Regions from separate parts of the Mus musculus genome. Here region 2 is linked to region 1. Evidence: chromatin contacts called from public promoter capture Hi-C data. All regions are on one chromosome and are shown on one strand. The core of a region is the stretch at or near the end of the contact, and the rest is flanking DNA. Distances in the headings are between cores, read along the strand shown.

Region 1 (5,657 bases), core at 1,798-4,297:
AGTTTCATTAGGTCCCATTTGTCAATTCTCGATCTTACAGCACAAGCCATTGCTGTTCTGTTCAGGAATTTTTCCCCTGTGCCCATATCTTCAAGGCTTTTCCCCACTTTCTCCTCTATAAGTTTCAGTGTCTCTGGTTTTATGTGAAGTTCCTTGATCCAGTTAGATTTGACCTTAGTACAAGGAGATAAGTATGGATCGATTCACATTCTTCTACATGATAACAACCAGTTGTGCCAGCACCAATTGTTGAAAATGCTGTCTTTCTTCCACTGGATGGTTTTAGCTCCCTTGTAGAAGATCAAGTGACCATAGGTGTGTGGGTTCATTTCTGGGTCTTCAATTCTATTCCATTGGTCTACTTCTCTGTCTCTATACCAGTACCATGCAGTTTTTATCACAATTGCTCTGTAGTAAAGCTTTAGGTCAGGCATGGTGATTCCACCAGAGGTTCTTTTATCCTTGAGAAGAGTTTTTGCTATCCTCGGTTTTTTGTTATTCCAGATGAATTTGCAAATTGCTCCTTCTAATTCGTTGAAGAATTGAGTTGGAATTTTGATAGGGATTGCATTGAATCTGTAGATTGCTTTTGGCAAGATAGCCATTTTCCAAGAAATTTTTTTAACTTACTTCTTCTGACCTTAATTTTTTTTTCCCTGAGACAGCTCTGACTGTCCTGGACCTTGCTTTGTAGACCAGGCTGACCTTGAATTTACACAGATCCACCTGTATTTTACTCTCAGCTGCTATTACTATTTTTAAATTTAATTTTTAATCAAAACTTCCTTGTCTATGTATGCTGTGTGCATATGTGTTCACAGCATCTACAGATATATATACACATGCTCAGATGTGGAGATCTGAGCAGAACTGGTATCCTGATCCCTGCCTTATTCCTCTGAGACAGCATCTCTCATTGAAGCTGGAGATTGGCATTTTCTGCTAGGTTGGTACCCTTAAGCACCAGTGACCCTCTGGTCTCTTGTGGGAAGCCACATGTGCCGTTGCAGAGTGGCACTGGCTACTGCTGGCCACAATGCATAAGTTTAGGCAAACAACCAGTGTGTACATATGCAGTAAAGTTTTTTGCCAAGATACTGCCTGGCCTGGGCATGATAATGAGGTTCTGTGAGGTACTGAGAGAATAACCAATCAAATGTGAGACATGCAAATGAGGTATGATAATGAGGTTTTGTGAGGTAGTGAGAGAGAATAACCAATCAGATGAGGAACATGCAAATGAGGTATAGTGCATAACCAATCCGGGTGTGAGACACGCCTCTCCTAGGCCTATAAAAGCAGCACCAGTTCTGGGCTGGGGTCTCTCTTCACCTCTGCAATCAAGCTCTCCCAATAAAGTGTGCAGAAGGATCCTGTTGCAACGTCTTTCTTGCTGGCGAGTCAGGGCACGCGCAAGAGTCTCTGCCCTTTTTCCTACCTCCTGCAGTGCTAGGGTTATAGGCCATATCGAGCCTTTTCCTTTTGATGGGAATCTGAGCCCAGGTCCTTACACTGTGCAGCAGATATTCGTAGACACTGAGCCATCTGCCCAGCCTGATAATTACTATTTTCAATTAGATTTCAAAATTACCCTTATCTTCGGTTTTTGAGGCTTATACATGCAATACCCCCTTTCTGTACCCTAGCTCTTGATTCCCACATCAGTTTCTTCAGTGTCAGGTTTATTCACCTGAGCTGAATTCATAGGCAAGTATAAACTGAAATAGTATTTGCCAACTTTAATCCAGTCTGTATTTTGTGTGGTGTGAGCGTTGTCGGCGTGCTGAAGATTTTCGTATGTGAGTGAGTGAGCTTTGGCCTGGCTGGTTTGTGCTTGTGAGTTGATCATTTGTGTTTCATCTCCAGGTGCCAGTACAGTGGTCAGATATGGTTACTTTGAAAGCCAGAATGACAAATTACGGCTTACCGAGGTATAGATGGCTTACACACGCTTGGAATTATTTTCAGAGAGAGGTAAGTGCTGCTGTTCCTGGAGGTAGAAAGTATAGAATAAGTGGCAGGTTGTCAAAACAGGCATTCAAAGCTTTGGTTTTGATCATTTATCTGAACGGAAACCTGAAGCCTGCATAGTCGTCACTGGTGCAGTTGTTTTGTTTTGTTTTGTTTTGTTTCGTTTTGTTTTGTTTTTTCTCCAGCATGCCTTGAGTCACTCAAGCCTGTGTAGACATCACTGGGACAGTTTTTTTTTCTCCAGCATGCCTTGAGTCACTCAAGTCTATGTAGACCATTGGTGCAGGTTTTTCCCAGCATGCCTTGAGTCACTCCATGTGTGTCTTTTCGTCTCACATACATCTCTCCTCCTCATTTCTTCTGGCCTACATGAGCTTGTTTAGAAGTGCGGGTGAGCTACTCTCAAGTTTCTATTTAATGACTTATTTAATAAATATCTAAAGTTTTACTTAGATCTTTCTCTTTTATGATAATTTTCTATTTTTAGAGATACCCATGTCCTATGTTTTAAACATCACTTTAACATTTTAAAAGTTTTTTCCCCCCATTGGGAATTTAGCTAGTATAAACATTTTTTTTAAAAGTCAGGATGTCCTTGATTCAAATGCTAGCTCTGCTACCTAGTATCAGTTCCCTTATCTCGTAAGCCTCAGTTTCCATGCCTACGAAATAGGACCAATACAGATGCTCACTTCATGGAGTGTCGAGAAGAGTGAATGGAATCATCAACTTGGTCTCATTTATCATATGCTTATTAATAGTGACATTGCATGACATTCTTTTGTTCCAAACTGTTTTACATTTCATCCAAGAATCTCAAGTGGAAATCTAGTGACTTGAGATTAATCATCGATTTTGCCTCAGACCAGTTCTCCTAAGTTTTTTTCCTTGTGAATGGAATGGCGTCCCTCGGAGACTAAGTTAAGCATCTTAGCTTGCCTTCCGTTCTCAAGCTCTGGACCAGGACGTGTTTGGGAAGGAGTATCTCACTAGATAGCCAGCTAGCTACTCATTCTGCTGTGCCTATGCCCACGGCAGAGGTTCAAGTCTAGGGCAGTCTCCAAACCTGGCTTTGTGCCACTCTTGCTGAGATGGCGAAATTATCAGTGTCACACAGATTTCCTGATATTCCGTTGCTTCCTGACTTTGTTTGTTTGTTGCACAATTAGACTGAAAACAACCCCGTGAAAAGACGTGTAAAGCACCAGGGCATTTATAGAAGGCTGTGTTCAGGAACTGCCCCTGCTAGAGCTCCCAGAATCTTTATTTTTCTGGAACTTAGAATGCAAACTGTGGTAACCCAGGTTGAGAAATAGCGAACCCTTTTTCCTTCTTTCAGGGCTCCACCTCCATGGACCATAAACAAGTGCTACAAATGCTATATCCTGGCTTCACTTGAAATATTCTCTCTTACCTCACAATTCTAGTTTGCATAAAAAGAGTGGCGAATCCGTCCAAATATCCAGAAGGCATTCAAAGCCCTTTATTAGTCTGGCAGGACTGCCACACTGAAGTATCACACGTGCGGTCACTCAGGACAAGTGTCTGTTCACTCTTCTGGAGGCCGAATGTTCAAGAGTGTCAGTATTGATGCTCTTTGAAGCCTCTTCCTTTGGCATGTAAAAGCCTTCGTCCCATGTCCTCCCATTGTCTTGTCTTTATATGTGTCCATGTTTAATTTCCTCTTCCTATAAGGATATCATTCATACCTGATTAAGCCCATGCTGTTGACCTTATTTTAGATTACTTACCTTTCCAGTGGCTCTCTTGACATGAACAATCTCATAAGTACAGGGGTTAGAATTTTAACATAAAAATTTAGAATGGGAGAGACAACTCAGCCTAGGACAATTTTTCTCCTCTACAATAAACACACCTTTGGAACTCATTTGTTGTGGTCCTGCACGTGGGCTGTAACTGAATGGATCTTGCATAATTCTTAGTGACGCTCCCTAATACCTTATTTTAAACATAATTTTTCAATAAAAACATATATATCTAATGGTAGCGCTTGTGTAAGCTTTGGAATCATAGTTGCTGCCATTTTCTGACTGATCAGAAAGTCCCTTCACCTATTGAGGGGCTCAGTTTATTTATATGTAAAAATAATGATTCTATGAATTTATGAAATTCCTAGGCAAATGGATGGACCTGGAGGGCATCATCCTGAGTGAGGTAACCCAATCACAAAGGAACTCACACAATATGTACTCACTGATAAGTGGATATTAGCCCAGAAACTTAGGATACCCAAGATATAAGATACAATTTGCTAAACGCATGAAACTCAAGAAGAACGAAGACCAAAAAATAAATAAATAAATAAATAAAAATAATGATTCTATTGTGTTTTCTAGAGCTTAACATAGCATCAGCTTGGAGCAGAGCTACCTTGAAATGAACCTGTTGTCTTCTTGGCAGGTAGTGACAGAGCACAGACTTGAGCTGGTGTAATACTGAGTTCACTCACCTTCAGGAGGTTCAGAAAGCCTTCGTACAGATCCACAGCCCTCTGTGGATAGGCTCTGAAACAACTCCGTAGGAAAGAACGGATGTCAGCAGCTCTTTAACAATGTTGGCACTGAACACAGCATGTTCAAGTTATTTGGAAAAGCCACTGCTATGGAAGTCTTCATTTCCTGACAGAGCCAGATAAATGGGCTGCTCCATTGTGACTGGAAGTAGGGTGCTCTGAGAATGGCCCTGGCTTGCCGCTTAGAAAGGCTTGCCCCTCTAAGAAATGGGGAAAGACAGTTTTCTCTGGGTAAAAGACTTTTAAAATAGTGACCTCAAAATGCGATCATTTAAAATATTTAGGAAGTGGAGTCTTTAAAGATGCGCTTTATTTTCAGGACTCCCAATACTTTGTGTCAGAATCTCTGACGTTTATGCTAACCTTGTGGTGCTACGATGTTGCGTAGTTGTGACGTTTGTGATACACCCACGCTTTCTAAACACTACGGAAAATGTCTTATAAGTTTCTCAAAACTCTTAGTATTAAGAGCTTATCACTCAAGGTGCTTTTGTGATGCCGCTTTATATTTAAATCATAAGCTCTTTAAATCATAAGCGTTTCAGGCAAGTGAGTGGAAATGTCCCAAGTACACTGAGCATTTTCCTCGCTTGCTGTTGCATGAGGAATTCGGAATCCTTCCAAGTTGGTTTTGGTTAAGCTTTGAAATGGCGCTGGATTGTGATATTTTATGATTCCGTGTTAATCTTGAGCACGGATTGGTCTCCTGGGCGAAGTAATTTGCATAACCATCCCTCTTGGCAGGGTTCTTCTCCGTGACTGCCCATATTCCTTCCTTCCGACTGTCTAGAAGAGGATTTCTCTGTTATCCAAGGGCAAAGCTGTCCTGATCACAGTTGCTTTTTCTAAATCCAGGCTGCACATGCCTTCAAGCCCTGTTTGTAAGCCTTCATCAGCGTTTCTGACAATCTTTGGTGAAGCACAACTGAAAGTGTTCTTAACAAGGCTTAGCGCCAGACAAGCTCGCATTCTTAAGTTCAGCTACATTCAAGCTAGGCATGCCATTATTTTTCTGAGATTATAATGATATAATATGCTAGCTTATCAGGAACCTCACTCTCCTGGGTAATAATAAGTCAAACAAATATCTATTTACAGAATTTTTGCCTTGATTAAGGAAACCAAGATGGCTGGCTACCTTTGAGATGTGAGT
Region 2 (5,713 bases), core at 107-2,606, 230 kb before region 1:
GAGACAGACAGACACGCACACACATACAGAGAGAGAAAGAGAGAGAGAGAGCACTCCTCAGCAAGATAGAGAAGCTGAAACCATTGAAAGGACATCAAGGGGTAATGATCTTAATTTATTTGAGGAAACTCGAGTCTCAATAAATTATTTGAGGCAGTTTCAACAGTGTTATGATACCGAGATTAGAAAGTAAAAGCTGTACAATATTAACAAGTAGATTTGGGAATATGGTGTGAGGTTGCCAAACTCCTAAATTGGAATAAAAATAGTCCAAATATTTCAGGCATCTAATCGCTAATGAAGTGATTAGTGAATTCTCATTAGTGAAATGGGCACATACTCTTTAGAGTCCCAGCACACACACACACACACACACACACACACACACACACACACACACACACACTGCCTCAGACAGTGTACAAACACTGTGCCTTGAAAGTTCCTAGATGAGAGTTTGTTTTTCTTTCTGGGAGTCTTTCCTCAATCTAAATATGGTACAGATACTACTTATTCTTGCTAATCACAACTGCCATTTAAAGAAAAAAAATCCAATTTATTGTTTATAAATCTTCCGTTCTGAAACTGTAAGAAAAGCACAATGCCTTGAAATAAATTATTCATAAAGACTTCATTGTTGTACCTTTTAACCAAAAGCTGTAAGTTGAGAAAAAGTACACTGAACAAAATAGTTGAGAGAAAATATCTTCAAAGTATTATTAAATAGTTCCCAGCTTTGGAAAACTCATATACCCAGTGTGGTTCCTATGAAGATCAAACATTCACAAAGAAGCTGGGCTTGAGGGAGAAACGCTACGATTTCAGTAAGCATCTGGTTGCTATTTTCTTTTCAAGAATGAATTCACTTAAGGAACCAGTTTAGTTTTGACCATGCTTTTTAAAAGAGAGAGAGAAAGAGAACAAAGGACACTGGCTTTCTGTTTCCTTTGTACGGTGGAGGGTACAGGAAGCATCAAAACAGGGGGTCGCTCCAAGCTCAACTTTCATACATAAGAAAGATTTTTGCAAAGTTACAGTAAATTGAACTCAAGTGTAAACAAGTCAACGGAGTTAAGGCTACATAAACAATACCTTGTGCCCCCCTGTGCCAATTAAAGGAACAAATTCTGTTTGGTTGTAAATACATCAGTATTTCCATAAGCACGGAGGAAAATAGCAATAAACCTAGGCACGCAATTACTGAGTGTCATAATACAATAAAATAGAACGGCACAGCTTTATAAGTTTCTTTGATTCGATTTCTTACATTTTTTTTAAGCCCTGGTTTGATTAGTTAAAGTTCAGAAGCGCTTCCGCTCCTACCCTGAGCCCCATTACTCACATAATAAAAAGCGCCTGCGAGATGAGTTCTAGGGGGAAACTTCGACCAGGCAAAACACACTGCGCCCTTTTAAATGTGACCTTTGCTCTTTTGTCTTCCTGCTAAATAGTTACATAGCAAATTAAAGCCAGGAGCACAGCGAGGTGCTCATAGTGGGGGCGGGGGGGGGGGGAGGGAAGGAATGGGAAGTTCACTAGACTCTCGGGTTTTCAGTTATCAGTGGAAGCGCCTGCAGTGCATATGTACAAACAGCCTAAGGGGACCATGCCCAAAGTGGGCCAGACTAGTGATTTTCCATCCTTTCCTGTTCTGCATCCCCTGACCATACAATGCCAGATGGAGGCTAAGACTAAAAGCCCCAATAACAAGAGGTTTAACGTTTTATCTAGTGTTTCCTCTCTCTCTCTCTCTCTCATTGCATCATAAGCTGGAAGGTGGTATTTACCAGTCTTCCTATACAAGGCGGTAACTCAACTCTCAACTGTATCAGAGACTTGCTTCTGTTCCACCCAAACTCTCTGACCTTGAGAGAAGGACTTTTCCATTAGAACAATTCTGACTGGGTTATGCATGCTCACCCTTAGTCTAGTCTTACTGCAGACAAGCCTTGCTTGAAATCATCTTCTTAAAATGAGAATGCAAAATATTGGCTCGGCTACATGAGGGTTTCCCAGAAAGAGTTTTTGCAATAGGAATACACTAGTTTTTATTTTCTGATTCTTGCCACAGTCTGATTTCTGCTACAGCCGGAGAAATATATCTTCTTCAGAGATCTGTAAATAATTCTGACTTGACAAAAAAAAATATATTCTGTCAGAATTTTCTGAACATATTATTTGGAGTCTACCCTGAAAGCAGGTCAACAACTCCGAGAAAATATGTATTCTCCTTTAGGCACTGCACCATTCTGTGAATTAAGACTTTGATCTTCTAAACAGTACCTGGATGTATGAAAATGAGGGATTTTATGGTGCTTTTCCAATTTTTTTTTTTTTGTCTTTTGCTTGAGTGAAGAATACATTTTGAAAATCCTAGCTCGTAAAATATATATCTTAAAAAAAAATAAGCAGAGAAAATGACAGGGTTGGGAATTTAGCTCAGTGGTGAAGTATTTGCTTAGCAAGCACAAGGCCCTGAGTTCCGTCCTCAGCTCTGGGGTGGGGGGGGGAGGTATTTAAATAGATAAAAATATGTAAAACAGATCAACAGATAACATATATTTTGTGAAAGGAAAATATTGGAATAGTGCAAAATGGATCTTTTGCATTTTGCCTTTAACATTACAACTGCCAAGAATCATACAGAGGACATTGCCCCGGGGACAATATGGAATCATTCTTGTTGCTTTCTAGGTTCACAAAATCAAAAGCTGTCTTCTCACTCTCACATTCTCTTCACTAGAAAACGCCTTTAGGAGATACTGCTTGCTACCTTGCTAACTTTCTTTACAGAATTGTAGCATCTGGAGAATGAACCGTCACGTCTAAGGATGTAGCCTCTTCAAGTCTGCAAGTCCTGCTCTGACTTTTCTGCCTGGGTTTCGAGTGTTCATTTACCTGTGCAAAGCCTAGAGTGCCTGCATCTAAGTGTGTTTGAACTCATCTGGCCTCTCCTCAAAGCAACAGGCAAAGAGAAGAGACTCTTGAATGCTCCTTCATCTCCCTGCCCAAAGAGCACAGTGCTTGTAAGAAAAGTCTCCAGTCTGCACTTAGATGACATACATGCCCAGGCCACATGCGTGAATCACCCCTGTTACATTTATACTATTTTTGCCATGGCACCAGATTAGCCCATGAGTGGAACATCACTGTTCTTCTAAGGTTATATAAGAAGCCAAGTGTGGAGGCACATGCCTGCAATACAAGGAAACTGAAATAGGAGTGTGGGTTCGAGATTAGCCTGGGTTATATACTGAGTTCCAGGCCAGCCTGAGCTATCTACAGAAATCCTATTTAAAAAAAACGAAAATAAGTAGCAAATATTTTACAAACTAAATTGTAAGATAAATTTTAAGATAGTCAGTCTTGAGGCCTAAAAAGCGATGTGCTTTTTAATCTTTACTTCTTTCTATAGTCAATAAATACTTATCTGTATATAGCAGGAATGATTTTAAGTGATCAGCAGAAATATATGTTTCTGTATTTGGGAAATTTTCAGACTATGCATAAGTTTAGGCTATGCTAAGGTAACGTGTCTAAACGTCATGTTTCCAATCCAGACTTCCTCAGGAGAACATGTAGACTGAGATCTTCCCATTGGCAAAACATCTAGACTGTTTAGTTAACCCCAGCAGCGCATCCGTATGGCAGGTCACATTTTACATCTACTTTCCCACAGAGGAAGATCATATTCTCCTCTCTGTCACTAGATCCCACAATACCTATATTATCTTCCATCCCTAGAGTCTTACTATAGACTATTCTCGCGTCAATATGAATGTATATATTCATTAAGAATGTTAAGCCGAGCCGAGCCTGGGGAGCACACCTCTGCTTCTGTCCTGTCCTATAGCTTAGGTTTGTGATCACCAGAGTCCATAGTCCACCGCAGAAGACGTTTTGGTGGCTAAGTCCTTAGTACTAGGCATGGCTAATATTAACTATCAACTAGACAGGGTCTAGAATCTAGAGGACGAGACTGTGAGCATGCCTGCCAGGGAGCACCCTTACTGTATTAAGGACTTGACATGGGAAGATTGGCCCACTGTGGGTGGTGCCATTCCCTGGCTGGGATCCTAGACTCTGTAAGTAGAGAAACGATGCTGGACAGTTGCTACATTCAGCAATCTCTGCTGCTGATGGTGGCTGCCGTGTGAGCAGCTACTTCAAGCTCCTTCCTCCAGACTTCCCAGCAATAATGACTATACATTGAGCAGTGGGTGAAGACAAAGTCTACCTCCCACAGACCGCTCCAGTTGAGGAATGGATAGCAGGAATAGCAGGAGGAACTAAGATAACACTTGCAGACAATTTAAATCTCTACTGCCTTATAGAGTCATTTTCAGTACAAACAGTAAAGAAAACTTTGAATAGCCTTTCACCGTGAGAGTTTTAGATGAAGAACAGAAGAGTAAGATGCTAAAGAAACATCTGCAAGGGAACTTCTGTCTATATAACCTTAAAAAACAGCTTTTGAGAAGTAGTCACTGAACAAACCTTTCAAACTTAGATAAAAAGTGAGCACACACATGCATGTACACACTCACGTAATTGGGTCAAACCTATGTATATATGACTATTTTGAAAGAACAAGTGAATGTAATTTAAAATATAGGAGGACCAAAATATATTAAACAAAGCAGATATGGTGGCTCACGCCTATAACCCTGGTACTCAGGGGGCTTAAGCAAGAGAATTGTTGCAAGATTGAAATGGGAAGGAAGGAAGGAAGGAAGGAAGGAAGGAAGGGAGGGAGGGAGGGAGGGAGGGAGGGAGGGAGGGAGGGAGAGAGGGAGGGACATGCAGAGGAAGGAGGTAAGGATGGAAGAAGGAAGAAAAGTAGACATGAAACAGGGAAGGGAGTAGTTTTTCGTTCTTTACCATAGTTTTTGTGTTAATTAGTGACTGTATCTCTCACTCCATACACTAAGTCTTTTATCGTATTTCCCAAGATCACATTTGGGTAAATTACATCAAGAACGAAGAGGCTGTCTTAAAGCCTGGTTTAAAAGATGATCCTTCAGAACATGATGGGTCAAATTCGGTGTCAATACAAAGGCTGAGCAGTACTTGTGATGGTCGGCCCTGCCTCTCATAACCATGATCTCACTGAAGCCCACGGGCACAGGATACTCCAGCCCCTTCTGTAAGAACCAAGATATGGAATTTATTTTACAATAAAAATGTTTCTCCAGCCCCCAACCACTGCACTACTTACTGTTGTTTATATTTCCCATTTATATATATATACTAGTGAGTCTTGTGTGAGGCTGGAAGTAGTGGCTTAAGACCTGTTCCTTTTTTTCTTTCAGTTGTTGCTCTAGATCTTCAGAGATTTCAGAGCAAGGCTTAGCTTACATTATTGTAGCTAAGAAGGAATATCCAACGTGGGTCCTAATTTTATGTCTCCATTTTGGTAGTTGTCTTATTATATGCTTTATTGCAAGCCAAAGAATTCTTCCTGAATGAAGTTTGTTGCAGCTTAAAAATAGCAAATGATCTCAAACCTCGTCTGTTCCAATCGTCAGTTTATTACTGGATCAACTTACATCCATCTATCCATCTAGATACATCAGTCAAAATAACTTTCCCATAAAGGTTAAACCATATGAATTTTAGGGTGTAGGACCATGTAATGTCCATTAAAACCAAGAAACGCCATTGTGGCTAAGCACAACATGAGAACAAAAGAGTGTGATTGTGTTCCAGTAAA

Evidence for each region. Capture Hi-C pulls out chosen DNA fragments and counts their contacts.
Region 2: a promoter capture Hi-C map of adipose tissue shows a contact between it and region 1, with 2.6 times the contacts expected there. The contact joins two enhancer-like sites. A contact is called at or near these places in 4 of 9 other capture datasets (adipose tissue, embryonic stem cells, liver and 1 more).

What each region holds. Positions count from the first base shown.
Region 1 is chr6:21,796,196-21,801,852 of GRCm38.p6, reverse strand. It overlaps Tspan12 (tetraspanin 12), which reads left to right. Exons shown (of 9, transcript NM_173007.4): 7 at 1,867-1,974. Among named protein-coding and RNA genes, the nearest start is that of Gm30270, 53 kb to the left of the region's middle. Within about 2 kb of position 3,047, at least 8 of the 459 cell types and tissues checked have an H3K27ac peak or open chromatin away from gene starts, as enhancers often do. A contact at or near this core is called in adipose tissue and liver, where this site is marked.
Region 2 is chr6:22,021,679-22,027,391 of GRCm38.p6, reverse strand. All of the region lies in intron 2 of Cped1 (cadherin-like and PC-esterase domain containing 1), which reads right to left. Among named protein-coding and RNA genes, the nearest start is that of Cped1, 39 kb to the right of the region's middle. Within about 2 kb of position 1,356, at least 66 of the 459 cell types and tissues checked have an H3K27ac peak or open chromatin away from gene starts, as enhancers often do. A contact at or near this core is called in adipose tissue and liver, where this site is marked.